Linked DNA regions of Sus scrofa: region 2 is linked to region 1. A link is a contact called in public Hi-C data. All regions are on one chromosome and are shown on one strand. The core of a region is the stretch at or near the end of the contact, and the rest is flanking DNA. Distances in the headings are between cores, read along the strand shown.

Region 1 (2,586 bases), core at 39-2,538:
TCTTCATTAAAACAACAACAACAACAACAACAACAACAACTCACAATTAAGCTTCCACAGACCCATTACCACGTACATGAGAGCCTTCTAGGCAGAGAGAACCTTTAACTATCTTTTCCTCTGATGTCTTTTTTTTTTTTTTTTTTTTTTTTTTAGGGTCACACTAATGCCATATGGAGGTTCCCAGGCTAGGAGTCAAATCAGAGCTGTAGCTGCAGGCCTACACCACAGCTCACAACAACACGGGATCCTTAACCCACTGAGCGAGGCCAGGGATGGAACCTGCATCCTCACGGATGCCGGTCAGATTCGTTTCTGCTGAGCCACGACAGGAGCGCCCCCTCTGAATTTCTGAGTATAATTTTCCTTCTTTGCTTTCAGGCAAAGCGTGAGCTCAGGTTTTACATGAGTGTTTTTTTCCAAAGTAGATTCTTTAGACCCACAAGGAGGTTGTCAGGTGGATGGAGAGGGTTCAGGGGCCAAAAGCAAGCTTAGCAGTCACAGTTTTAAACAAAGTTGAAAGTATCTTTAATTATCTTTCTTTCCAGACTAATCTTTAGAACTGGCTGGGTTCTGGGGATTGTAGATATGAGAGAGAAGGTGTTTCTAGATTCTTGACCCCAGAAGCTTTTGGTAGAACTTCTATGGTATCAGGGTTTTCGAGAACAGACTTTGGGGGAACACTGGGTGAACATTCTTATGTAGGATCATGACCTTTGATGATAAAGACGCCTCAGAGATACCAGATACCGAAAGCTGCTCTTTGTGCAGATACCAGAGACACAGTTTTGGTTCCTTTTGGAAGCAGAAAAATAGTACTTCTTTTTAGAAAACGTACAGTCCTGAAGAGATCTTGTTTGTTTGGAATTCTGGTACTACGTAAGGCCCCCGTGCCTACCCTGAATGCTGATTTCTGGTTCAGTTTTTCTGTAGAATGTAGGGATTTTCATTCTCCATTGGTCACATTTCGGTGAAAACCCCACTGCTTAGTTGAGCCAGCCTCCCACTGGCGAGTGGGTTCTAGGGTGAGATGATGCCCAAAGGTGACAGTGTTTTCCTCCCTCCCAGGTGTCAACTGTCAACATCACGGGAAATTCAGGTTAATACTCATCCGAAACTCAAATCATTCATCGTTTAAACAGGCCCACAAAGCCAGAAATCCACATGTAAGAGCTGTTGCTTGTCAGATCTGTCCTCTTCCAAGTTCATTGTCCACCTGTCCCCCTCCCTGCAATACCCCCAAGGCTGTATTCCAGTTAGTCATGCGCCATGTGTCACCCTGCTTGGCTCAGTCACTAGAGAATGCCCAGGAAGTATAGTTGGGGCTGTGGAGGCTATTAATCTCCCAGACACCGTCAGAAAACAGAGTGGAGTTTCATAGCTGTAGGTCACTCACACTGCTGACAGTGGAAAAGTCGCTTCTTTTTCTTCCTTTGCATTCGGGCTCTTGCTACTGTTTAAAAATTGGCAATGAACAGACACATTTTTAGCCCATGTGTACAAGGGGTGAGAGGTGAACCCCCACGTGGACGTTAGAAAGAGATGCTTGGCTTTCTGAGTGGAAGGGCAGCCCCTGTCACTTGATGCCAGTCAGCTTTTCATTTCAGGGTGGCTGTTGGTGACGGCATATGTTTTCGTGCCGCCAGTCCTAATGTGCTATCTCATCCTCACCTGCAGTCCCCCCCACATGCGAGGACGATTGGCATCTGGGGAGAGTTAGATCACCCCCATTTGACAGCGGTATGATGCTTGTTAAGACCCACTGAGCTGCTAAACACATCCGGCAAACACGGAGGGTAGAATTTACGAACATGGCCCTCTTTTCTTTCCCAGGCCCTTCCAGACTTTTGAACGGGATCTATGACAGAGCACTGGCGCTTTCTGCTGCCGCCAATCTGGTTCTTATTCACGGACTGTAATGATGAGTGTAGGTGTATGAATTAGTCGGTTAAAAACCCCCCAACACACGCACACGTGAAGGTGTCGCGTGTAAGTGTTCTGGGTACAGAACACCCAATTTAAATGAGTGACAGGGAGCACAACATCATGGAAATTGTCAGGAAAACAGAAATTAGGTATTTTACAGCCCTGTCTGTTTTCCCTCTGTGTTCTCGCTTCCTGTATTAGAAGCCAGAGGAGCTACAAAAATATGCGCAGGATTGAGTGGGATCTTGGGTGTAACCTATTACCATGAAAAAATTGGCAGGAAGGAAATCACTTCATGTTTTCTGCATGTTCTTAGGTGCCTTGAACAGACTGTTCTGTTGAAAAGTCTTTACTTTCCTCTTGCGGGGGGGGGGCATCAAACGTAAGCCTGAATTTTGAGAGCTCTGCTCATCTGTGTGCCTTTTAAATTGTTTTCGAAATTGCATCTCTGTGTGTTTCACACCCCCGCGCCCCGCCCCGTCGCAGCTTCCCACATGTTGGGTTGCAGATGTGAGTCTGGACGACGGCTCTCAGCAGCTTGACTTGGAGCGATATTTTGACGTTGTGCTCGAGTGCGCTGGATCCCGTCCTGTCTTCACTACTGCCTTCTGATGGCCACGGGGTTATGCACATGGGTCTGCGGGCCTTGCTTGTGTCTGA
Region 2 (2,586 bases), core at 62-2,561, 410 kb before region 1:
GCTCAGTGGGTTAAGGATTCGGCATTGCCGTGAGCTGTGGTGTAGGGTGCAGATGCTGCTCGGTTCCCACATTGCTGTGGCTCTGGCGTAGGCCAGCAGGTACAGCTCCAATTAGACCCCTAGCCTGGGAACCTCCATATGTCACAGGAACGGCCCCAGAAAAAGGCAAAAAGACAAAGAAAAAAACAAAACAAAAAAAACACCTTTTAACACCATGAAGGATTAAGCACTGAAAAGGTGGATTGATTCTTGAAAGTCACCAAGGTTATTGCTGTGGATTGAGAAAAGAATAGAACATTTTCAAGTTGAGATAAAGATTGCTTAATAGTTTGATCCTTTGATCATTATGTAGTGTCCTTTGTCTCTTGTGACTTTATTTTAAATCTATCTTGTATGATATCACTTATATGTGGACTCTAACATATAGCACAGATGATTCTGTCTACAGAACAGAAACAGACCATAGACATGGAGAGCAGATTTGTAGTTGCGAGGGGGGAGGGAGTGGGAGGGATGGGAATTTGGGGGTGCTAGATACAAACTGTTACACTTGTAACGGACAAGCAATGGGATCCTACTGTACAGCATAGGGAACTATTGCAGTCTCTCTGGTTGGACCATGATGAAAGATAGCGTGAAACATAAAAAAGAATGTGTGTGTGTGTGTGTGTGTGTGTGTGTGTGTGTGGACTGGGTCACTTTGCTATATAGCAGAAATGGAAGGAACATTGTAAATCAGTTATACTTTAATACAAATTTTTTAAAAAAATTTGTAATAGAGCCAAAGAGTGGACTCTTGGCAGGACGTGCATTGGTGTACCTGGTTTTGAAGTGGTTGGTTGGAGCCCCCTTTATGGCCATAAGCGTCTTTGGTCTAAACAACACAATTCGTGAAATGCCTTCTTTCACACAGGAAATGCAGCCCATGGAATTCCTACAAATGACAGAACAGCTAACTCTTATTTGCTCCAATTCAAAACCCATCTGCAGAGAGTATCTAGAAAAGGCCCTTATTCTCCAGAGAGCAGAAAATGGGGTAATCTGTGCCAGACACACATCAGAAAAGAGCTCCCTGTTTTGCTAAAAGTAAAAGGGCAGTTTGCAAGTTGATTGCAGAGTCATCATTTAATTTACTCTGAATTATTTCTTCTCATACCATATTCTGATTCTGCAAAGATGCTAATCTTACCAGTGGGGAATCGGGTCTGCTGGCAGTAGTTCAGAGGCATCAAGCCTCTCCCTCAGGGAGAGTTGGCTCTCGCTCCTCTTTCCCCGGCCAGGACCTGACCTAAAGCCTCCACAGCAGGAAGCTGCCCTTGGAAACAGCTTGGCGGCACAGTGGCTTCTGGAAGGAAGTGGACCTGAGCCTCAGTGTGAAGAGGCTGGAGGAGTCAAGACAAACCCGAGATGAGGAAGAGGGAGGACATCCCGCCATGAGAATGGTGATGAGGAGAAACAAGAACTTACAGGTGAAGATTTACAATGTGTCAGACACTGCGCCACGTGCTTTACATAATTTTATCTCAGCAAAGGCTTAACACAACCCTGTGAGATAGGGTCGATTGTACCCAATTCACTGATGAGATACACTGAGAGGCAGAGAAGTGAGGGGATCTAACTGCCCACTGTCAGCCAGGGGATGAAACCGGTGAGCTTGGCCCAGAGCCCAGGGAGGTCGACCGTAGCACAATATGCTTAACCCCACAGCCAGGAGATGGAGGGCCCATCTGATAAGATTCTGATAAAACTGGACTCGGCAAGCCTTTCTGGATTGTACTCTCGTCTCTTGTCTCTGCATTTCCATCGACTGTGTATCCAGGGTTTATTTTTGTTTTTCACTTATCTCAGTGACTTGGAATGAGAAAGAACAGTATGTACTAGGCAGCAGGCCCTTGGAAGAACATCCCATGGACAACAAACACATCCTTTTTCCTCATGGCCTTTGCTTCATTTTTACCATCTTGTCCACTTTAGTGACAGTTGACATCGATCATGGCCGAGCCTGGGCACAAATTTCTACAATCCATACCAGACACCCATTCCATATCATTATCTAAAGCAGAATGGCCTTTGCCTACTTTTCACCTTTCACCTTTCACCTTTGGCCAGTACATGTGAGCCAAATAAAGTCACTGCAGGGACATAACAGCTCTACAGTGCAGTGTATCTTTCCAGTCAAAAGGGTCTGCACCTATCCAATCAAAAGGATTTTTGTTTCAGTACAATCAATTAGTACATCTAGCCACCTTAATCAATTCACATCACATTCAGCTAATTTGGTCAACCGATGCATAATGGTTTGGAAAAATGGCCCAAATTAATGCCACACCATGTTTTCAGCTTCTAAACCTAGTCCTGGTACTATTATATATGTTGATTGCAGAAAACCCTGGGGGATACTCTCAAATCCCAGTAGATCTAGAAATCTGTGAATAACAGGCTATAGTCAGATGCTTTCCTGGAATTTGACAAATTAAGACAACCATCGTGGGCATGGAGACTCTGGAAGGAAATTCTGCACCATGGAAATCACTCACAGATAATCATCTCCCTCTAGGGAATGAGGGGAGAAAGAGCAAATTCAGG

Evidence for each region. A called contact is a pair of places that touch in the nucleus more often than the background predicts.
Region 2: a Hi-C map of mesenteric adipose tissue shows a contact between it and region 1, with 1.9 times the contacts expected there. The contact joins two enhancer-like sites. A contact is called at or near these places in 1 of 47 Hi-C or Micro-C datasets (mesenteric adipose tissue) and 1 of 2 datasets of contacts at active chromatin or transcription factors (skeletal muscle).

What each region holds. Positions count from the first base shown.
Region 1 is chr10:60,825,178-60,827,763 of Sscrofa11.1, reverse strand. All of the region lies in intron 1 of CELF2 (CUGBP Elav-like family member 2), which reads left to right. Among named protein-coding and RNA genes, the nearest start is that of CELF2, 41 kb to the left of the region's middle. Within about 2 kb of position 1,288, at least 6 of the 83 cell types and tissues checked have an H3K27ac peak or open chromatin away from gene starts, as enhancers often do. A contact at or near this core is called in mesenteric adipose tissue and skeletal muscle, where this site is marked.
Region 2 is chr10:61,238,011-61,240,596 of Sscrofa11.1, reverse strand. All of the region lies in intron 2 of LOC110255590 (a long non-coding RNA gene), which reads left to right. Among named protein-coding and RNA genes, the nearest start is that of CELF2, 370 kb to the right of the region's middle. Within about 2 kb of position 1,311, at least 16 of the 83 cell types and tissues checked have an H3K27ac peak or open chromatin away from gene starts, as enhancers often do. A contact at or near this core is called in mesenteric adipose tissue and skeletal muscle, where this site is marked.